Regions from separate parts of the Ovis aries genome. Here region 1 is linked to region 2. The links are chromatin contacts, called in public Hi-C maps. All regions are on one chromosome and are shown on one strand. The core of a region is the stretch at or near the end of the contact, and the rest is flanking DNA. Distances in the headings are between cores, read along the strand shown. Region 1 holds the start of IRS2 (insulin receptor substrate 2). Region 2 has its middle 110 kb from the start of IRS2.

The links. A called contact is a pair of places that touch in the nucleus more often than the background predicts.
Region 1: a Hi-C map of tail adipose tissue shows a contact between it and region 2, with 2.2 times the contacts expected there. The contact joins the promoter of IRS2 here to the enhancer-like site in region 2. A contact is called at or near these places in 6 of 16 Hi-C or Micro-C datasets (blood, hypothalamus and tail adipose tissue).

Annotation. Positions count from the first base shown.
Region 1 is chr10:84,031,710-84,036,322 of ARS-UI_Ramb_v3.0, forward strand. It overlaps IRS2 (insulin receptor substrate 2), which reads right to left and starts at 2,513. Exons shown (of 2, transcript XM_027973785.3): 1 at 1-2,513. The coding sequence starts at 2,218.
Region 2 is chr10:83,926,302-83,930,839 of ARS-UI_Ramb_v3.0, forward strand. No RefSeq gene overlaps it. Among named protein-coding and RNA genes, the nearest start is that of IRS2, 110 kb to the right of the region's middle. Within about 2 kb of position 2,285, at least 9 of the 54 cell types and tissues checked have an H3K27ac peak or open chromatin away from gene starts, as enhancers often do. A contact at or near this core is called in tail adipose tissue, where this site is marked.

The DNA of each region.
Region 1 (4,613 bases), core at 1,263-3,762, 110 kb after region 2:
TGGACAGCTTGGAACCACACCACATGCGCATGTACCCGCTGTCCTCGGGGGAGCTCTCGGCCGGGGAGCCGGTCTTGTAGCCGCCCGCAGTGCCCGGGAAAGCTCTGCCGGCCGCCGACGCGGGCGTGGGCCCCGCGGCCCCCGCAGGGGGCAAGGCGGCGGGTGCGGGCCGCGGCTGCAAGATCTGCTTCGGGGCCGACACGCTGGTGGGGCTCATGGGCATGTAGTCGTCGCCCCTGCAGCTCCCGCCGCCCGTCCGCAGGGGGGCCACGCCGGGGGTCATGGGCACGTAGCCGTCGTCCGTGCCCAGGTTGCTGCTGGAGCTGCGGTGCGAGCCGATCTCGATGTCGCCGTAGTCCTCAGGGTACGGGTGGTAGGCCACTTTGGGAGAAGACGCGGGGCAGGATGGGCACAGGCGGCCGGAACTGCCCGAGAAGGTGGCCCGCATCAAGGTGTACTCATCCAGGGACGCGGAGGACGGCTGGGGCGCGGGCCGCTGCCGGGCAGGCGTGGTCAGCGAGTAAGTCCGCTTTCTCAGCCCTCGGTCCAAGTCTGGGGCGCCGTCCCCGGAGACCCTGCGGTAGGCGCGGCCGCCGCAGTGGCTCAGCGGCCGCTCCATGGTCATGTAGCCGTACAGCTCGCCCGCGCTGCCGTCCCGCGCCGGGGGCGTCTCAGCGATGGACTCGGGCGTGTTGCTCCGGTGGCCGCAGTAGACCCTCAGGTCCCCGGGGCTGGAGCCATACTCGTCCAAGGACATGAAGCCGGGGTCGCTGGGGGAGCCCGAGGCCGAGGCGCTGCCGCTGGAGGGGCGCTGGGGGTGCAGGGGGTGCTGCAGGTGCGGGTGCGGGCCGGGGGGCGGCGGGTAGGAGCCCGAGCCGTGCCCGCTGCTGGACGACAGGCTGCCGGGGCTGGTAGCCGCCGGGGGCGAGTGCGCCACGGGCATGGACATGGAGCGGCTGTGCTGCAGGCCGCCCCCTGCCGGCGCCAGCGCCGCCTTGCCCGCGCGGCCGCCGCTCAGCGTGTGCGAGCGGCTCAGGGGCGCGCGCACCGGGCCCGGGCTCAGGGGGCTGCCCGCCGCCGCCCCGGCCCCCGCCGCCGCCCCCGCCGCGGCGCCGCCGTCGCCCTCGCTGGCTGTGCGCACCCGGCACGCGCTGCACTTGGCGGCGGGCGGGGTGGCGGCCAGGCTGTCGGTGCGCGAGCGGCGCACCAGCCCCGTCTGGCTCGGGGGCAGGTTGACCAAGTGGTGGTGGCGGCGCGCACCGGGCACGCTGATGGGGTGCGTGGCCGACGAGCCGGACGACTGGCTCTTGCTGCGCGGCCGGAACTCGAAGAGCTCCTTGAGCGCCTTCATGGCCTCCAGGATGGTCTCGTGGATGTTCTGCGCCACCACCGAGTCGTCCGCCTGCATCCACAGCTCGCCGGGGCCCGTCACGGCCGAGCGGCCCACCTCGATGAAGAAGAAGCTGTCCGAGTGGCCGCAGCGGCGGATGCTCATGAGCTGCAGCGTCACCGACGGCTGCTCGCAGTTCAGCTTCACGAAGCCGATGGTGCGCGCCGACAGGCACAGGCGGTACACGCCCGTCAGGTTCTTGCTCTGGCCCAGGCCCTTGGGCTTCAGGTTTACCTGCCACACCTCGCGGTAGGCGGCCGTGGCGGGCGCCACCAGCCCGTAGCTGTCATCGGCCGCGGCGGCGCCCGCCGAGCCGCCCAGGGCGCCGGGCAGGGAGGCGCTGCAGGACCCGGAGGTGGCGGCGGCGGCGGGGGGCGCGTCGCCGGCGCCCGCGCGGCCCTCGCTGACCAGGTCGGTGAGCGCGCGGTACCAGCCCTCCTGCTCCTGCTCGTTCTCGGCTGCCACGGCGAAGTACTCGTCCTTGGTGTAGAGGGCGATCAGGTACTTGTGCTTGGCGTCGGCGCGCTTGTTGATGTTCAGGCAGCAGTCGAGCGCGATGACCCGCTTCGGGGCGCCCGCCTTGCTCCGCCACTTCTTCTCGCTCTCGTAGTACTCGAGCCGCGGCGGCTGCGGCGCCGGGCCCCCGCCCGCCTCGTCGCCGCCCGCGCCGGGCCCGCGCAGCACGAAGAAGCGCTTGTGGCCGTGCTTCTGCTTGCGCAGGTAGCCGCACTTGCGCACGCTGTGGTTGTTGTTGTTGTTGTTGTTGTTGAGGTTGGGGCCGTCCCCGCCCGCCGGCCCGGGGGGCCCGTGCTCCGGCGGGCTCGCCATCGCGGGCGCTTCAGGCCGCGCGGCCCGGCCCGGCTTGGAGGGGCCGGGGGCGGGGCTGGGGGTCGGGGGGGGGGCGGAGTGCAGGGGGGCGCGGGCGGCTCCCCACCACCCCCTGCTCGCGCGCCGGAGCCCGCGTCCCTCGGGCCCAGGAGGTGGGGAAGGTTGGGCACGGGAGGCCCCGCGGGGGCAGGCACCCGTGCGGTGGCGCAGCGCCCTCCGCGATCCGGGGCCCCAGAAGGTGCCCGGCGCGGGCGGTGGCTGCCGCCCCCCCTCCTTCCCCGCGGCCCGGCTTGCCCGCGGCCGCTGCCTCCCGGGCTCTCGGGCGGCGCCTGGGGGACTCGCTGGCTGGGCCGAGAGTCGGGGTCCCCGAGCCGCGGGGCCGAGCCTACGGCGCGCGCGGCCGAATGGGTCCCGCCGCCGCGCTGCGCTCCGGGGTGCCGGGGTGTGCCCGGGGACTCGGGGTCCGCGCCGCCGCCGCCGGGGCTGCCGCTGCCGCTGCCGCCGCTGCTACTGCCGCTGCCAACGGCGACCCGGGCTCGTCGCGGTCCCCGCCGCACAGTGAGTAACACATCGCGCACCGAGTGACTGAACTAAGAAGAGCAAAACAACATGTGACTCGCCGTTACGCAGGCACACACGGCGCGGCCGCCCCGCCCCGCCGCCCGCATTGGCGCCGCGCCCCCCGACGGACGGCGCGCGCGGCCAATGGGCGCGGGCCGCGGGGAGGGCGGGCCGCGCGTCCCCACCCCGCCCCCCTTTCTCCCGGGGCCGCGTTTCCCGCCGTCCCCTCCCCCGCCCCCTCCCGCGGGGGGCCCGGGCCGGGGCGGGGCGGGGCGCGGCGGGGCGGGGGCGGCCGGGCCTCATTAATCAGAGGCTCGTTGCGGAGGCCCGCGGAGGAGATGCCACCCAGGGCGGGAAAAGGGGCGCGCGGGAGGGGCGGGCGCCGGCCGCCGCGCGCAGGGCCCGGCCCTCCCGCCTTTGACTCAATTAATTGGGCTCGGAGCTTCCGCCGGGGAGGGGGCGCTGCAGGGGGCGGGGGCCGACCGAGATCAAGGGGCAAGACCGCCAGCCCAGGCTCGGGGCTTGGGAGGGGGCGGTGGCACCCCCCCAACCCCCGGGCCCCGCACCGCCTCGCCGCCGCCGCACTGGCTGGGGCCTGGAGGAGGCAGTGAACTCGGCTGCCCCCCTCGAAATTCCCTCCGCCCGCAGCACACACTTCGGCGCGCGGATCCGGCGCCCGGGCTGGGGGTGGGCGCGCGTCCCCACCACCACCACCCCCGCCTCTGCGGGTTCGCGCCAGGGTGGTTCCCTTGGTGCCCGGCCCGCGGCTTGTTTACAAGCATCCCATTAGTCACCGGTGAGCTCAGGATCGATAGCAGCTTCTAGCCCCTTCCTGGAAGGGGAGCCGTGGTCGGCAAGGGGCGCGGATGGGGGCGCCCCCAGCCCCGGGCCGCGCGGGCCCCAGGCGCTCCCGGGGTCCCGCCGCTCAGGGCTGCCCTTCCCCCGCACCCGATCGTGGGCCCTTTCCGGGGCGTCATCAGCGCCATTCACTTGCATGTTCTCGGGAAGTTGAAATCGTCTGTTTAGATGTAACAGGAGAAAGGGGAGGGCGAGCAGGCGGAGAAGACTGCAGTATCCATCGTGCCGGGAAGAGGGCGGGCTCCGGCGAGCCGAGCCGGGTCCCCGCGGCCGGCCAGCACCCCGCCGACCCCCGGCCCCGCGCGCCGAGGCGCGGGAGTGGGCGTCTCCGGACCTACGCGCCCGCAGCGGGTGCTGCGTGAAAGATCCCCTTGGATGCTTCAGATATTTCCATCTACGTGGCGTCTGTGACTTTCAAAGTCGATTACAAATTAGGACCCACCATATAACGCGTCTCCTAAATGACTGTGAGGGCTGCTGTTGAGGGTGGGAGTGCCCGAGTTCAGATCCGAGCAGGCTACGAATCCTGCGGAAACGAAAAAGGCTATAGACACAAGCCTTGGTCGGGTTTTTTGGTTTGTTTTTAATTGCGTCTTCATGAAATGATTTGAAACAAAAAAATTTTTTTTAACTCCTGGAAGTTTGCCTTTGAATGCCATCTATACCTTACAAAAGTCTTCGTTTCCAATGTCATGGAAGTCTTACATTGAAGAAAAATAATTTAAGATTGTAATTTTTGAAAGACTGATAACTGTTTTAACATGTTTGTAAGAAAGTGACCTGAAAATTGTGCTAGTTAATATTAAGGGCCGAGAGATCCCTACTTACCGAAAGATCGTAGTAGTTTTGTTAGTTGCTATATAAATTATAAATTATATAAATTATGGTTACTGATGAATAACATAAACAGAAGACGGATCAATGACACAAAAATCATCAGAATTTGCCCCAAAGAGGTGTGTTCAAAGTCTATCCT
Region 2 (4,538 bases), core at 1,035-3,534:
TCCCACAGACAGAGGAGCCTGGTGGGCTACAGTCCTTGGGGTCTCAAAGAATCAGACCCGACCGAGAGCCTAAGAACACCAGTCACTTCCAGAACACAGATCTCTCCACCGCATGGACACGGAGCCACTTTCACTAGCTTTTTTCCCAACACTCTGTTCTTTTAATGCATTTTACACAATAGCAGGTGTAACACCTTACTGCGTTGCTTTCTAGATCACGTTCCTTGCCCGTGCCTGGTTAGCTCGGAGGTAGACTGGGTGTGGACAAGCTGAGCTGAGACTCCTGGTGAAGGCAGAGTATCCACCAGGTCTGGGCATCCAGACCGCCAGCTTGGGAAGGGTGATGGAGATTGGAAATGTGAGTCTGCAATTCAGAAGCAACCAGAAGACCATCTGAAGGCAGGCCAAGAGTAAGCGGAGGGTGCAAGCCATTCCCTCTGATGCTCAGCCCTGCCCACGATGGTGAGAGGGGACGGACGCAGTCAGCACCCCCTAGAAGCTGGCGGGTTCCCGCAGGGGGCTGGCGAGCTGCTGGGAGATGTGGCTGCAGACACAGAGTGTCGATTCAGGAACACATGGGGGCTGGTAGGCAGAGAGCCGACACTCTGGAGAGGCTGTGCTCCGTGAGGGGTATCCTGGAAACACAGAGCAATACGCTTCAGGGGAGCGTTTGCCAAGCTCAGAACAGGAATAGGAACAAAGCTGGATGGAGAGCGGGCAAACTGCTGAATGAGGACTTCGTCCAGGCCCCCAGCCCGACCCCAGCAGGGGAAGGTGGGCCGGGGACCTGTCACTCAACACCTGCCCTATTTAGAGAGAAATGGGAAGCCAGAACCAGGTCAGAAACCTAAAGCCTCTAAGCCTTCCCTGCAGGGCATCATCCGAGCTCCTTAGCCTTTCCAAAGCAATCGCCCAGAACTGAAATGCATTTATCTTTTCATCTGGATTCCAGCTTTTCCCTTAACTTCTTCCCTATTTTAGTCAACCCCTTAAACCATCGAATATATATTTGAACTTTTCCATAATCCTTAACTGTCTCTGATCCACCCCCACGTCATCCGCCCTTTAAAAACAAGGTCTACACACCCCTTCTCCGAAGAGATCTTTCTTGATCAAACTTTGCCCATTGTATCTCCCTTACTTGGGCTCCCAAAGCACCTGTCTTCTAACTCATTTCTCAGTTCACCACGTGTGTATCACGTCGAGGGGATCATCCATCTGTAGTGATTATGGCAGGATCCCCCAGCCGGAATGCGACGTCCTTGAGCTCAGGAAACCTCCTGTGTTTGCCTTGGTACCTCCTACAGTTCTTGCAATAAGGTTGCTTACCTCAACAGGTAATTGTTAAATGTTGCATGGTTGCCGTCTCCTTTAAAATGCTTAGGCCCAAGAAGGAAGAATTTTTTTTTTTTTTCTCTGCCTTCCTGTTTTCATCGTACAATTTGTGAGTTCCTCTCATTTACATTCCTCTTCTGATAAAAGCGCTTGCCATAGTAACAGCCTTGCCTGGTGATGCTCAATCTCCGGTAATAAGCAGGATGGATGCGGATGTCTTGGCGGAAGTGAAAAGGCATATACCGACAATGAAAAAGCCAATATGTTGGGGAAATGCACCAAATGATTATTTTCCTTTTGTTTTTTTTTTTTTTCGCCGAGTCTTTATATTTAAAGGTCTTTTCCAAAAGATAAATATTGTCCCTTATTGACTGTGTATTTCCAATTTGTTGGAAGCTTTAGGGCTTTCTGAGTTTGTTTGCTTTTTCACACAAACCCAAGAGCTTTGAACAAGGGAATCTACCAGGTCTGCAAGAATCCCTTATAGCTGAATACAACTTGTTTTTTTCCTTCCTTCAAGATGAGAAGCCCAGGGTGAAATGGGGCTCCTCTGGAGAGAGAATTATAATCCCTAGACAGGCGAAGACTCTGTTTTCCCCCCTCAATAAAACACTGTATGGGAGTTAGCGCACCTTGTCCTGTTTCTGGGCTTCCCCAGTAGTCAAGTGGCAGATGCGAGTTCAATCCCTGGGTTAGGAAGATCCCCTGGAGAAGGAAATGGCAACCCACTCCAGTATTCCTGCCTGGAGAATTCCATGGACAGAGGAGCCTGGCAGGCTACAGTTCCTGGGGTTGCAAAGATTTGGATACGACTGAGCGACTAACACTTCCACTTTCACCCACGTGGGGCCCTGTGGATTCCTCTGCCCAACCCGCCCTCCACAGTGAGCGGAGGAACCTCATGGCGTCACTGCAGGCTTGCTTTCTCCACCTCCCCACAGCCAGGCAGACTGAGCTCTCCTGGTCTCCTAAGAACATCTGACCTCCAAACGCTGAGCTCCCCTGGGGGCATTCATTCTAAGAGGCAGCCTGTGTTCCTTTTGGCTTTTCAGAATGAGCTGAGTTCCTTGCTGCTGGAGAAAAACAGGGACATATTGACAGATTGATTTCTTTTCATAGATTGATTCCCATCCTAACAGAAAGTCTGTGCTGTTCAGAAGAAACACAGGGTACCTATTTACTGAATCTGACGTCTGCGTTTCCAGGGCTCTCATCGCTTTCAAGAGGGACACACAGTCTGACCAAGGTGGAGGAGAGAGGCCCGAGTCCCACATTCTCCTCCCAGTACATTGCTTTTCACACTGACGGCCCCTGCCTCTTCTCACCTCTTCATGTTGGGAAATTGATTTGGACTTTCTTTCTCCATCGATTGCTGCATTTTTGTTAGTTTCCCTGCATTTGCCAGTTCAGAATCATTGGTCCAAACGAGATCCCCTTGGGGAGAAAGGAGGCCAGTCAGGTCATGCAAAACTGAGAATGTTTTTGTTGGTGTAAGCACGTCTCCCCCACCCCCACGCAGGTACACCCACGTCAGGAACCATCATGACTAATTACAGGGTCAGCGCAAGGCGTTCGAGTTGTGCAATCGGGTCCCACACACGCCAAAGCAATGTTTTTATTTGCTTGTTTTGATCCGGTGATTTTGCTTATGTAATTGCTACCAAGCTAAAGCTTTCTGAACGTTGTTTACTTCACACCTTAACTCCATAAATGAGTCTGGATCAACCCTTCTAGGTCAAAAAATGAGAAGATCCCTAATTTCCAGCATTTCCAGACTGTCTGTTCTCCATGGAAAATGATTGCCTCAGAAGACAACTGTTCTGTCACAACCTCTGTTGTGACACACCAAAATACACACCGGTGCCTGGCAACTTGCAAAATGCTTCAGCACTGAAACGTGCCCATTTTGCTTTTAAAGGAAGAGTGCACAAAGACGTTAAAAACAATTGTCTAATGTAGCATGCTTTGCTCAACTTCATTTGACACGATCAATAAATTTGTGGAGAAAATCAATGTATTAAGAACTATAAATTTTCTTTATTTCCTCTACGTAGAAGAATATTGATCTGACAGGAGAGTGGATATGTGTTTGTAGGCACCAGGAAGGTTCGGGAAGGGTCCTCCTGGCAATAAGGTCCTCCGTGAGGTCCGCCAGGCTGCTCTGTCCGTGGGATTCTCCACGCAAGAATACTGGAGTGGGTTGCCATGCCCTTCTCCAGGGGATCTGCCCAACCCAGGGATCAACTCAGCTCTCCCACACTGCAGGCAGATTTTTGACCATCTGAACCACCAGGGAAGCTCTACAAAGCATGAAATGGCAAATGGCTAAAGTAAAAATTTTTGCAACAGAAAGCAGTGCAGTTTATTTGCACCCTCTAAAGGTCCAGCGAATGGAAGGTTTCCCAGGGGAGGGCTGTCCTGACACCTCAGAGAAGCAGGACAACAGGTGAGACTCTTCAAATATCCCCCCAAACAAGACTCAGGTAAATTTTCCCAAAGTTCCTAGAGATGGAGAGCTATAAGAAACCAAGAAATTAGATCAACTACACATTGCGTGCAAAAGGCACGCTGAGGAAAAGAAGGAGTTGCTTCCACACCCGGCTCTGAAAGCAAGACCTGAATTTGGACGCTGGTGGGACACAGCCTGGCCATCAGGACAGGCCAGCAGCAGGCAGGCCAGGGGCCTCAGAAGTAGCCGTGACCAGGAGGAGGCGGACGGGGCCTGGAGGAGGGGCCACCCCGGGGATGGGGGGCACTGCTGTCCCACGGCATCAGCGGGGCCTGGCAGGGGGGCTGCCCTGGGGATGGGGGGCACCACTGTACCACGGTGCCAATGGAGCCCGGGCAGCCTGGACTCGGGGTCCTGGTGAGCACCGTCCTCTGCAGCCGGGCCATCTCACTAAGTGACTTTCGGACTTAACTTAGGGGGGCCCTGCTCAAGGGGAAGATCCTTCCTCTCCTAGCACTACAAGCCCTGAGCCCTGTCAACAGGAAAGTCATTGTCCAGGGCTGAGTCTGAGAAAATGGTGTTCCCCAGCCTTGCAAACGAACTGCAGGCTCACCTTCAGATACGGGTGTTCAGTCCCAGACCACTGCAGTAAAGCCAGCGTCACAGTAAAACAGACAGCGCAATAAAGTGGACCACACGAATGTTTTGCTTTCCTGGTGCATATAAAAGCTTCATTTACAAGGGATGGCCACCT